Regions from separate parts of the Sus scrofa genome. Here all the other regions are linked to region 3. A link is a contact called in public Hi-C data. All regions are on one chromosome and are shown on one strand. The core of a region is the stretch at or near the end of the contact, and the rest is flanking DNA. Distances in the headings are between cores, read along the strand shown.

Evidence for each region. Hi-C and Micro-C count contacts between places; a contact is called where the count stands out from the background.
Region 1: a contact with region 3 is called in a Hi-C map of skeletal muscle, with 4 times the contacts expected there. The contact joins the promoter of MAP3K7CL here to the promoter of BACH1 in region 3. A contact is called at or near these places in 1 of 47 Hi-C or Micro-C datasets (skeletal muscle) and 1 of 2 datasets of contacts at active chromatin or transcription factors (skeletal muscle).
Region 2: a Hi-C map of skeletal muscle shows a contact between it and region 3, with 5 times the contacts expected there. The contact joins the promoter of CCT8 here to the promoter of BACH1 in region 3. A contact is called at or near these places in 6 of 47 Hi-C or Micro-C datasets (brain, fetal heart ventricle, heart right ventricle and 2 more) and 2 of 2 datasets of contacts at active chromatin or transcription factors (alveolar macrophages and skeletal muscle).

The regions. Positions count from the first base shown.
Region 1 is chr13:192,486,911-192,491,607 of Sscrofa11.1, forward strand. It overlaps MAP3K7CL (MAP3K7 C-terminal-like protein), which reads left to right and starts at 2,027. Exons shown (of 6, transcript XM_021070880.1): 1 at 2,027-2,306; 2 at 2,841-2,894; 3 at 4,359-4,467.
Region 2 is chr13:192,422,184-192,426,697 of Sscrofa11.1, forward strand. It overlaps CCT8 (T-complex protein 1 subunit theta), which reads right to left and starts at 1,283. Exons shown (of 16, transcript XM_003358899.4): 1 at 1,126-1,283. The coding sequence starts at 1,185.
Region 3 is chr13:192,654,591-192,658,856 of Sscrofa11.1, forward strand. BACH1 (transcription regulator protein BACH1) reads left to right here and starts at 1,699. Exons shown (of 5, transcript XM_021070889.1): 1 at 1,699-1,863.

The DNA.
Region 1 (4,697 bases), core at 777-3,276, 170 kb before region 3:
TAATAATTCCTGGAAAGATTTGCAGTTAGAAATGCAAATAGTTCTGCATGTGAATGCTTTTAATCATATGAATCTGTGCTCCTCATTACTATGGATAGCATAACAAATGAGCCTTTTATTCACAAGCTCAAGGATACCTAAGTCCTTTTACTAATTTATTTAACATTTTTAAATAGTTTGAGATTTATAGGGAAAAAATGAGTGAAAATCACGGAGTTCTCATCCTCTCCCCACACTTCTCCTCTCCTAATTTCCCCAGTTATTAATCTTTCATTAGTGTGGTACATTTGCTACAATTGATGAATAAATATAGATACATTATTATTAACTAAAGCCCATAGTTTATAACTCTTGGTATTGTACATTTTATGGGTTTTGACAGATGCATAATGACATGTTTCCACCGTTACAGTGTCATACGTAATAGTTGCCCTTAAAATCCTGACTCCCCACCTTCGTTCTTCTCTCCCTCTGCCAGAAGCCCCGACAACTGCTGATCTTTTTAGTGTCTCCATAATGTGCTTTTCCATAATGTCATGTAGTTGGAATCATACAGTCCATAGCCTTTTCAGATTGGCTTTTTTTTTTTTTTTCTCTTAATAATACTCACGTTTCCTCCATGTCTTTTTGTGGCTTGATAGCTCATTTCTTTTTATCACTAAATAGTAATTCATCGGATGTATCACAGTTTGTTATCCACTCAGCTGTGGAAGCACATCTTGTTTGCCTCCAAGTTTTGGCAAATATGAATAAAGCTGTTCTAAACATCTGTGTATAAGTTTTTGTGCGGACATAAGTTTTCAGTTCCTTTGGGTAAATAGCAAGCAGTGATTCCTGGATCATGTAGTAAGAATATATTTCGTCTTATAGGAAACTGCCAAACTGTCTTCCAAAGTAGCTGCCCCATTTTCCCTCCTCATCAGTATTTGGTGTTGTCAGTGTTTTGGATTTAGGCCATTCTAATAGGTGTGTAGTGATAAGTCGTTGCTTTAATTTGCAATTTCCTAATGACATATGGTGTCCATATCTTTTCATATGATTATTTGTCATCTGTATATCTTCTTTTATGAGATGTCTGTTGAGATCTTTTGCCCATTTTAAAATTGGGTTGTTTTCCTATTGTTGAGTTTCAAGAGTTTTTTTTATATTTTGGATACCAGTCCTTTATCTGGTAGGTATTTTGCAAAGACTTTCCCCCCTGTCTGCCCATTCTCTTAATACTTGTTTATCTTGAATTATTTATCCTCAACATCATCATCCAACTATTTTATTTATTTGTTTATTTATTTATTTATTTTTTGGTCTTTTTGCCTTTTCTAGGGCTGCTCCCATGGCATATGGAGGTTCTCAGGCTAGGGGTCTAATCGGAGCTGCAGCCACCGGCCTACGTCAGAGCCACAGCAACACGGGATCTGAGCCGTGTCTGCGACCTACACCACAGCTCAGGGCAACGCCGGATCCTTAACCCACTGAGCAAGGGCAGGGATCGAACCCACAACCTCATGGTTCCTAGTCAGGTTTGTTAACCACTGCACCACGACGGGAACTCCCCATCCAACTATTTTAAGGTACTACTGACCTTCAGGTTGATAGCTATTAAAAAATTTGAGGAGTTCTAAGTCCCTTCCCAGTCACCATTGAGTCGTTCTGCAGTCAGTTGCATTCGTAGATGGAATCAGGTCATCAAGCCCAACAGCAGCTCAACCTCAGCTCTCACGTTCCTAAGCGGCATCACCGCTGCTATCATCTCAGAGTTGGCTGTGGCCGTCCAAGTTGGCTGGGTCCCGGGAGCTGATTGGAGCGGCCGACATTTTTGCTGACTGGAGTCATTCTATCTTTGCCAGTTTGCTGGAATAGACACAGACACCGATTGGGTCACACTGAAGACATTCCTGTCTTGTGAAGCAAGTCTGTTTGTATTTTAGGTTTGCCAGGACTAATGAATTAAAACATTTGGACTCTCCACAACTTGCTGTTTATCAATGCCTCTGACAGGAGGAGGGTTTTCTTTTGCTCTTGCTTTTTCTAGAAGCATGACAACATCCTGGCTGTTGGAGAGGCAAGGAAAGGAGAGAGGGGTAGTGGAGGAAGCGGAACAGGGAGGCCCCGTGGGACGCTGGGGTCTGGGGGACAGCAGGTAGCAGTGAGCCGCCCTCCCAGCTGTCACTGCCCCTCAGATTGTCACTGTCTGCTATGCAGCAGGTGCAGCCTGCTCTGCTACTAGGTCTTTATTCCACAAAGGCAACGACCGGCCAAGGCAGTGGCTGGCCCTGGATTACACAAGTGCAGACACTCAACTAAGTGAGGTAAGGCAACAGGTGTGAAAACCCAACTAAATGCTCAGAGCACCAGCAACTTAACCAAAGCTCTGCTACTGCCGAGAGGAGGAATCAGTGGCCCATTTCCCCAGGCGGTGTGATGAAAAGGCAAGTTGGTTCAGGGGCTCTTGTGGTTGACACCGTGTGGAACTCCAAATCCACCCAACTTTGCCGCCGCCATCCTTGGGGAAGCAGCAGACAGATGTTCTCTGTTGTGTGGAGGGGAGGGACTCTAGCTAGCTGCCTTTCTCAGTTCCATTTCCCCTGGCTGGAAACCCTATCTGAGATCTATTTACAAAATCCTGGAGGCAAATTTCCACCTCTCGGGGTTGATTTCTTGGTGCAGGAAACTGTTGGGAGATTTAGTCAAAAGAGGAGTGAAGCTTTTCATCCTCGGTTGTTATGATGAAATGATTTGGTGATGGTACAGGGCGTAATAATAAGACTTCTTTTGGCTACAACTTTAAGGGGATTTTTATTGTTTGTTTTGTTAAATTTGAGACAGTCTGTTCTATTCCCTAGGAACAGGTGGCTAACGAGATGGTTGATTCTAAGCAGACGAGACTACACAGAAATGTATGTCAGAGCTAAGATAAAACAAATTTTAAGTCAAGTAACAGTGATTTTCTATTACCCTTTTCTTGAGTCGAATGTTTCATGTTAATCCTTTCTTTCTAACTTAGAATGACATGACTGGGAGTGCTTTATGGTTTATTGCTACTTGTAATGTTAAATGAATGGGCTGAGTATGATTCTAACTGGGTGATAAACAGTTACCGGTGTTTCTCCAAAGCATACTAGGTGTTTAATATAAACCTATTCTCTTTTCATATACTGGGTAAGATGGTTCCATTTGTATGACTGTCTAAATATAAGTATATATATATTTATATATACACGCATTCGCTTTGGCTCTATAAATAATTGTAATAACAAAATTCGGTATTCTAGACACTATTTATAGATTGAGAAAAGCTATGGGAAAGAATCAAAAACCTTGCTCTGAGAAAATGACCTGCTAAAGCAGTTCCCAGAATCTTGCTAAGAATGGTTAAAGAGATGATTTATATTTTGCCATTTTTAGAGACATTTTCCTTAAAATATCATTCAGCGTTTTTGGTTTACTGTCTCCACAAGAAGGAAAGTAGAGGGTTTAGTGGGAGCTTGACTGAAAATAGAAAAGTTAAATATATGTATTTAAATGACAAAGATACTGTGTATTTGTAATAACATCTTTTCCTAGTCCCACTGAACGAAAATTATCAAGTATCTTGGTTAAAATGTATTTGGGTTGAATTCTCTTATTATAACAAAGAAATATTCATGTATTTTCATTCACCCCAACCCATCTTATCTGTATGATGTTTTTCCGTTCATTCTATCTTAGTTTATTAATTAAATGGCTATTTACCAGGTGGGGTAGAACATCAATAGGATGTTTTTAGGATTTGTCTTTTGTTGTAGCATACACTGTGCACAACCTTAGAAATGTTTGATAAATTTACAGGTAGTTAATCAGATATTTAAAGCACCTACTATTCATAATGTAATTGTGGGATATTTTAAAGGAGTCTTTGGTATTCTTGAAATAATTCCGTGATGCTCATTTGTTACCACTCCTAGATCAATAATTCAGTTCCAATTTAGGCTTTCGTGTGTGAAAAGTTGTCTGATGCCTTATTAAGACTTCTTTATCCCCTCAATTAGAAATAAAACACTATACAAGACCTTGAAAGGCCAGGCTTGGACTGGTCAGTGTGGAGGGATACTAAAAAAGCGAGGTGGGTGGAGATTTTGCTCCACCTTGTCTATTTCATTCTAGATGTATTTTCAAAGTGAATTTTTTTTTTTTTTTGGTAAGCCAGAAAAAGAATTTTAAATGGAGGCAGGTGTAGGGGAAGAAAGCTAGGGGCTGAGAGTATCATTAAGATAAGAAAGAAATCAGGGTTTACTAACTTTCCCCTCTAATTTCCAAAGGTCTCTGAGTAGTGAAGGGACAATGTTGGGTAAAATGACAATGGCTCTTTCTTGTTTCTACAGCTGGAAGACCCAGGGGAAGGCCAAGGCTCAGGTGCCCACATGATCAGCACAGCCAGGGTACCTGCAGATAAGCCAGTACGCATTGCCTTCAGCCTCGATAATGCCCCAGGTATGCTCCACTCTGTGGGAAACGGCTCCCCTCTCCCCTACCCCCCACCACCTGCTGCCTTCTTACCATCATCTTTTCTTGTTCCACCAAGGGCATTTAGAAATGCATGCCTGGCATGACCCAGTGATGGGGAATGTGATTTTTCATCATGCATTGTTGCAGTGTGGCTTCCAGAAATGCCTCTGCTACTGCTTCCATCTCTAAACCTTTGGTTGTGTGAGCACCTTTCT
Region 2 (4,514 bases), core at 33-2,532, 230 kb before region 3:
AATTGATCTCCCTGATGCTTCCTTTATTTTTAGAAGCAGACTTTCCTATTTCCTTTATCACTATTTGAAATTATCCTTGTTTAGTTGCTCATTTATTATTTCTGCCTCAGAAGAATAAAAACTGAAAATTTTCAGCCTTTTAAAAAGTGAGCAATGTTGTTTTCAGAAAAGCTCTTTCAGCAATATTTACATTAGACCTTGATACTTACTTGATGTTCACATTATCCCAAAAGTGCATCCTGCCAACAAGAACCCAGTTCCCTAAAACGGTTAGGGTTAAGTGGAACCACACTCATCTATGTTCCTTCAATTAAATACAAAAAATTGGGGGACAAATGAAGGAACATTACTTTTTGAACACAAGAGATACATTTATTCAGTGCTTTAAGATGTTTTTAAAAGACTATGCTTTTGAAATTACGTCCAAGACCTCACCATAACAAAGTAGTTTTACATAGGCCAGGGAGTCACTTAAACCTTTTAGGTTACAACTCCTTTCGTCCAGTCTCAATTTTATATGTATGAGGAAAGCAAGACCCAAAAGGATGTTTTACACTGAGCTAGCTAACCTAAGCTGGGGCCACAAATCACTCGGATTGTAATTAATGTTTATCCTACTATAATGCACTACTTCTGCGAACTAAATGGGGAGCCCTCTGCTCTCATTTGGAAGAAAGCTATCAAGACTGTCCTCCCCTCTGCACCACCCACTCCTTCAACTGTGTCAAGCGGTTTCGCCGTTCCAAAGCAATTTCACCAGCTTCACGTTCTAAAGGAGCGCCTCATCATCGCCGTTTTACCGAAGGATAAAAAAACGCACGGGGCGGACGTCACGCCTGACCCGCTATAAAACGCGAAATATAAAACGCGAAGCCTGCGGCCTCGTCCCCCACTCGCCGCCTCTGCCCCCTCGACCCTTCCAGGGGTCGGTAAAGAACCGAAATTCCTGCGGGCCTCCGCGGCCGAGCCCTCCCAAGAACACCTCCCTTTCTGGAATCTTCTCTCCCTCCGACCGCCGTGTCGTGGAAGCATGCCCGGCCCGTTAGTAGGCCTTTCTCCTTCGCCACGACCGCCGCAGCCCTGTGCCGACTCTCCCACCTCACTCCCCCTTCCTCCTTTTCTTACCTTCGCTCCTTCTTTGAGCATCTGGGCAAAGCCCGGAGCCTTGGGGACGTGAAGCGCCATGGCCAGACGGCAGGTAGCTATTCACGCGCCCGCTCAGAAGATCCCGGAGGAAGTGAGGGGCGCGCACAGCCTCCTGGGAACGCAGCGTGCGGCGGCCTCACGCTCCGCCTTTCTCTCCAGCCGGGCCGCCCCTTCCCGAGTCGCCTGTAGTGAAGCATCGCGAGAAGGAGCAGTTCGCGTAGCCAGACTGAAATGAGGATCCTCGATCAGGTCGATTGATGGGCGGGCCGGGGGCGTGAGCTCTCCACCTTCCGGCCGTCGCACGCGCAGGTTGCCGGACAGCTGTGGCTCGCTCGGGTTTTTCCTTCCGTAGGCTGCTGCCTGGGATGTTTGAGTTTTATCAGTTCGTACCTGCAAGCCGTGCCTTTACAAAATTGTCTTCCTTGTAACCTTCCAGACCTTCCTACAACATCAGGGCAGGTGTGCCCTTTTCTTTTTTCTGAGGCAGAGCACCTCAGAATCTACCGTTAAGCGTGTTCCCTGCTGTATAAGCTCTGGGGACTTGAAATTGGTAAATAAAACCTCTAAGGACAGCTGCATACTGATTACTCCTATGCTGCAGGCTCTGTGCTATTTGCTTTACACGCAGTATCTTAGCTAATGGTTAATCTTACAAGGTAATTCTTATTTCTGTTTTTTGTTTGGCTTTTAGGTTTTGTTTGTTTTTGCTTTTTAGGGCCGCACCCGCTGGCATATGGAGGTTCCCCAGGCTAGGGCTCCAACTGGGGCTACAGCTGCCGGCCTATGCCACAGCCACAGCATTGGGATCAGAGCTGCGTCTGTGACCTACACCACCGCTTCTGGCAACACGGGATTCTTAACCGACTGAGCAAGGCCGGGGATCAAGCCTGCAACCTCATGGTTCCCAGTCGGATTCGTTTCCACTGTGCCACAACAGGAACTTCCGTTTTTTGGTGGTTTTTTTGTTTGTTTGTTTGTTTTTTCTTTTATCTTTTAGGGCCTCACCTGGGGCTAGGGGTGGAATCCGAGCTACAGCTGCTGACCTACACCACAGCCGCAGCAACGCCAGATCCAAGCCGTGTCTGTGGAAAATCAGGGATGCTTAACCCACTGAGCGGGGCTAGGATTCGAACCTGCCTCCTCATGGACGCTAGTCAGATTTGTTTCTGCTGAGCCACGACGGGAACTCCTTTTATTTCCGTTTGATAGAAGGGGAATTTGCAGTTTACAAAGGACGATTTGTGCAAGATCACAGCACTAGTAATGCTAATGCTAGGATTCCTACCCAGATCAAGTTGATTGCAATATGCACATTGTTAACCAACTACATTACTCTTTCTTGCTTTTTCTTGGAAATATAAATCCCTTTTACTCTCACAGAATCCTTTAAAACCTAACCTCTCTGTCTAACTACGTCAACACATGGCTGATTTAAAAAAAATTAAATGGTAATAGAATGTGAAAGTAATCCACTCTTTTGCTGAAAATACAAAAAAAAAAAAAAAGTGGAGCAGAACTTTGGCTGGACTTTTGTTCTTTGCTTGAACACTTGCGAATGACTTATTTCCCTTAAATTGGGACAAATTTAGTGTACTTTAAGGAGTAATCATGTGTCAAGTGTATTCATTATAACTTTTTCTAATGAACACCGAAAATACATATGTACTAAAAAATACTTTTAAGGTTCTCCTGTGGTGCAGTGGGTTAAGGATCCAGGGCATTATCACTGCAGTAGCTTGGGTCCCTGCTGTGGCACCAACTGGATCCTTGGTCCTGGAACTTACACATGCCCCAGGTGCAGCTAAACAAAAACAAAAACAAACCAAAAAACCCAAAACTTGCCACGTCACTCAAATCAAATGCTATGTGAACTACCTGTTGGAAAACATAAGAGTTTAGCAATTCTCAGTATTGTTTAGGGACATCCTGAGATTTTTCTTACGGATTCCCTAAGAAATAAAAACTCATTTGTCTAACTCAAAGAGAGCATTGCTGATAAACATAACCAACACACACACACACAACCTGAAAGGGGTTAAAAATGACATGATGAAATTTTAATCAAAATGACTAAGGCGTCAAATCTTGTTTTGTTTTATTTTTTCTTTTAAGGGCGGCTCGCTGGGGCATATGAAAGTTCCCAGGCTAGGGGTTGAATTAGAGCCACGGCTGCTGGGCTACACCACAGCCACAGCAATGCAGGATCCGAGCTGCATCTGCAACCTACACCACAGCTCCTGGCAATGCCAGATCCTTAACCCACTGAGCGAGACCAGGGTTCGAACCCAAGTCCTCATGGATCCTAGTTGGGTTCGTTAACCACTGAGTCACCAGGGGAACTCCTAAGTCATCAAATCTTGATAAGGACACTGGAAGAGAGCTCGAGGGTAAAAGTATTGATGAGTCATGTTTTCATGGAAAGTTTGTAATAAAAATTGATCTTAATTAATTTTAGTAAATTAAGGAAATGGACAGGATTGAAATCAAAATTTTCTATTTGGTAATTTGTCAAGGGTTATATTGATCTAATTAAGAAGAATGCTATTTAGATAAAAATTCATTGATTTTTCTATTATTTGGGTTAAATGGTGTATTCATAATTATGGAATCAAATATCAAGGGCAAAATTTCCACTGAATGCAAAGAGCAGGTCAAATCCTTTGCCCAGAATAGAAAATAAGCAGGAATCCTCAGTGTGACTTCAAGGCCTAGGTTCTGGTCCCTGCTTACAGCACATGTATCTGCCCTCTTGACCTTCTTCTCTGAATAGTTCATTCTGTCTGCTTTACCTCTTCTGCTTCATGGTCTCATTTTATTTATTTACTTATTTTTTGCTGCCCTGTGCCACGTGGAGTTCCCAGGCCAGAGGTCAAATCTGAGCCATAGCTGCAATCTAAGCTGTGGCTGCAACAACACGGAATCCTTAACCCACTGCACTGGGCTGTGGATCTAACCTGCATTCCAGCACTCAGGAGACTGCCAATCCCATTGTGCCACTTTGGGAAGTCCTGCTTCAGGGTCGCATCCTACTTTTTTTTTTTTTTTTTTTTGTCTTTTTAGGGCCGAATCTATGGCATATGGAAGTTCCTAGGCTAAGGGTCAAATAAGAGCTGCAGCTGCCAGCCTACACCACAGCCACAGCAAATTGGGATCTGAGCCATGTCTGCAGCCTATACACAGCTCACGGCAACATCGGATCCTTAACCCCTTGAGCAAGGCCAGGGATCGAACCTGCATCCATGGATACTAGTCGGATTCATTAACTGCCGAGCCACGATGGGAACTCCCAGGGTTTCAACTTTTGTTGTTTTTTATTAGAATGTTCTTCTGCTCCCTTTTGACTGAGTTAATATTGCTTCAGTAAACAG
Region 3 (4,266 bases), core at 449-2,948:
CTGAGTAGTCCTAACAGCCTTAATATTCTCAACGCCTTAATATACCTTTGTATGACTTTTCAAATAATTTAACATACCAGACCATATGCCATTTGTCCAGAGTAAAGGAGGAAGAGTTCCTCCCAAAGAGGAGGGTCTGTTCTTCCTCTAAGAGAAACTGCACAAGTGTGGGAGGAAGGAAAGATAGAATTCCACTGGCTTAGGGTGGAAGGAGAGTGAAGCCTCAAAAACTCTCAGGTGTGTGTAAGAACCCCAGTCATTTCATGTCTATTCTAAACTATTCTTTCCTCCCTTCTCACTAAATATTTGTATTCCACCATGAACTCAGGCAGCCTGGAACTGCCATCTGCCTCTTAACCTCTGGACTATTGCATATGTTCTTCCCTCCTTGGACGGCAGGGCCCCATTCTTCCCAGTTAAGACCCAATGCAAATGCTACCTTCTGCCTGATTCTAGGGCACGATGAATCCCTTCACTCCTTGGACCCTCTCGTCATTTTCTCGTGCATTTTGGATGTAACTCAAATGGCCCTAAGTCTCACAGCCTGTGACTACAAACACAGTCATATTAGAGACAGTATCTGACTTTATTATATTGGAAGCTTTTTTATTATTTATTTATTTTGCCTTGGGAGGTCCAGGGCTATCTTCCGGTGAGCAAGAATGAGCTCATACATCCTGGTGCTGGTGCTGTCCAGCCACCAGTTTCTTTCGATCTCTCCACCTGAATTCAAAAGCCAATGGTAAAATCCTTTCACACAATCGGAACTTCAATCCGGTTGGCTGGCACAGTGTCAGTGCGCTGGGTCTCCCGCTAGATTGGTAAGCGCAGGCTTTGCCAGGGGAGCAACTTTTCGCAGAGAGGGTGCTTTGGACTCCAGAGATGCTAATTGGCTTGGGAACATAACTTAAAAACCTACAATTGGATAAACCCAGAATAAACAACACAAGATGAAAATCTGACCAGGGCTTGAGATGGGCGGGCTGACATCGCTGGGCGCTGAACGTGGCTCCAAGTTTCCTGGCAGCCACCGCGTAAAAGGAACACCTGTTAGCGGACGCCGTTGTTTTCATTGTCAGACACAAGCAGGGCTGCCAGATGCTTTCTACAAAATCCTGGATGCACTTGATGCATCCCTATTGGCAGGTTTAGACACCTCGAGAACCTGGGAGACCCGCCGGCCCCAGGGAAAGGGTTTCCAGAAGCTACCCCCTCAGGTTTCCGGGGAGGGACTGGGTCAGGGCTCTCCCACTCTCGTGGTGTCCGCCGGCGCTCGATTCCGGGTGTCCCGGCAACACTTAGAGCGAGTAGGCCATCAGGCTTTTCCTTTCTGCTCTCAGCAGCAAAGGAGGAGGTGGTCCTCGGGTGCCTTTTTCCTTCAGGCAGCGGGTCGCGCTCGCAAAGGGGCACGGTGCGCGAAGGCTGCAGGATCCCATCATCGCCTCCCTGAGGCCTGCTCAGCCCCGGGCCTGCGAGGTCCCTCTCCACCTCCCCTCGCGTGGGCTTCAGGCTGCGCTGACGGAGCCGCACCGATCTTTGGAAAAGAGGACTAAGCCGCTGGTGGGGCGTGGCCTCCGTTGTGGGCGGGGTTTAGGCGCCTGGGAGCGGGTGGGGCGGGGCCCGCGAGACAGGCCTACGGGGCGGGGCCTCGAGCGGGAGGGGCGGGGCTAGGGCCGGGAGGGGGCGGTGGCCGCGGCCGCAGAGGAAAGGAGGGGAGGAGACGGGGCGGGAGGGGGGGCGGAGAGAAGAGAAGGGGAGGGGGCGGCTGGCCGCGCGGAGGGAGTGAGTCACCTGATCGCTGCCCGCGCAGCCAGCCAGGCTTGCTCGCTGCAGTCAGTCGGGCCGCGCCGCGCCTCGGCTCTGGTGAGTGGTTCTCCTGTCCCGCGCGCCCTTCCTCGGGAGCGTCCGCGCGGCGGCGGCGCGCGGTCGGGGCCGCGGGCCTGTGAGGGGCGGCCCGCGGGCAGGTTCCGGGGAGGCGGCGGAGGGGACCCTGGCGGCTGCTTTCTGGGCGGGGGTTACTAAGCGGGGCCCGTGGGGGGCGGCTGCGGTTCCCGTTCCTGGAAGTGGCCGCGTCCGCCGGAAGGGGTGACCGGTCGGTGCCCTGGGGCCGGGTGCGCGGCGCGCTCCGTTGTTTACGGGCCCGCGCTGTTCTTTACCCCGGGGCCGGCGGGCGGGGGGCTGGGCGCTCGCTTCCCCACCCCCGCCTCTTGGTCACCCGGGTCCGAGCCCGCGGCCCGCCCGGGCTGTGACACATCGGCACCGCCCGCGCTGCCGGGCCCGGCTCCGTATTGTCCTCCCGCCCCCTCCCACCACCCTCGGCCGCTGCCGCGTCCAGCGAGCTGTTGGCCTCCCGTCCGCCCAGTCTGGGTGTGTGTCGCGCGTGCAATCGCGTAAGACAGGCCGAGTTCGTGGCTGGAGCAAAAACACCACCTTAAGGGGCTGGGTTTAGTGAAGAATGGTTTGGGGCCCCGGAGATCCGAGGGCCCCCTTTGTTGGAGTTTTGCCCGCACGTTGTAATTTAAGACTCCCACAGTCAGGTGAGAGAGATTTTGATCATAGAGACACCAGCTTTGTGTACGTCTAATGTAACACGAGTGCCGTGGCTTTCTGGGTTTTTTTTTTTTGCAGGGCAGTTTTATGTCATTGAGTAGCAAAGGCTTTTGTGCCCTGAGCCTGCTGCGTGAAATTTGGGCTGATTCAGGGTGTATAGCGTAGTAGTAATTGTGAAAGAACGTGTGTGGGAAAAACAAGCTACAGTGTCAAGCTGGAAGGAACAAAGGCTGTTTTGTAGGAATGTCTGTCTTTTTGGAGAATTATATCAGTATTGGGTCTGTTACCCTGAAGGGTGCCACGACTAGGTCTTTGTTCATCTATGTCCAGGAAGGTTTGCCTTGAAAGCAGTTCCGAAAGATAAAGGCTGGAAAGACCGGACGTGGTAGTGACAGAGCGCTGGGGCGCTTCACATGGTCAAGCAGAGAAATGGGAAGAGGCTGGCTTGCTTCTTCCTGGTCCTGGGTAAGTGGTGGAAGGGCTGGGCTGGGCTTGAAGACGCTTGCCACTTCAGCCTTTGGATTAGAGAAGCCCAGGGCAGAAAAAAAAAGACATTCGGTGAGTCAGCTTGGGGTAGGATGGCCTTGGTTTAAGTGATTGCATGGCACCACGGCTTACTGTTGTTGTTTAACCTCTGGCTGTGTCAAGTGGTTTACTATTGTTCAATAGGTTGGTTGGCTAACAAGGTGGATGACTCCTTAAAAAAAGTTGGGTTGCTGAGTCATTCGCCCCAGCCTGAGAGGTAATTAGGAACAGCTGGTGCAGATAGGCTCATCACATGCCTCCACTATAAAAGGCCAAGGAGCACTCAAGAGGGGTTGCTTCTGAGGGCTGAAGCTGGGGTTGTCTCTGTTGGTACAGGTGATCGGTGGGTGAGGTGCCAGCACTCTTAGGAAGTGGCCAAGGAGTGCTGAGGTGGTGTTTAAACAGAGCAGCCTCGTGACCTGCTGCCTGAGAAGAAGTTTGTGCTGGAGAGAGCTGAAACTCAGAAAGAAATTCACAGCTAAGGGGTGACCTCCTAACAGTATTGTAACAAAAGCATTTACTCCTCTTAATGTATGGAGTGTTTTGTTTCCCTTTTTGTGGTTTTGTTGGTGTGTGGCTTATATCTTTTAGAAAGTGAATTTAGTTTGTTCTTCATATAGATTTTTTTTTTTAGGAGAACTGCAAACGGAGCCTTCCTCTTCGTTTTCATGGCCCCAGGCTTTTCATGCAGACACTGGTAGTTTCTGGTGGCTGAGAAGAGGGTAAGGAGAATGTGGGTGGAATTCATAGGTGTCTTTGGGGCAAGTCTGGAAAGAGCTGTCTAATGAGAGGCAAACCATGTGTATATCTGTTTCAGTATCTTCAGTCATGGCGCTGGGGTCTTTACATCTTGAAAATCACTTCTGGCTTTAAAAATGACCACAGGGCCCAAGCATATAGTCCCTGTTTAGGGATGGGAAATATGGAGTAGGGTTATCTGGCCTTTATCTGTGGTGAAAAGAATGATTCTTATTCATGGTAGTTCATTTAAAACATTTGTAGTTGAAAAAAGTGCTTTACTTTTGGGACTGGAAGAAATTAGATATCATGAATTATTTAGGGGTTGGGACTTCTAAAGCAGATGGAAAATGAGTCATTTGGAAGAAAATACTAAACACTTGATTTTTAAAAACTTCACTTTTATATAAAATAAGAAAAACAATCTTCATTATATAGATTAACAGTAGTATG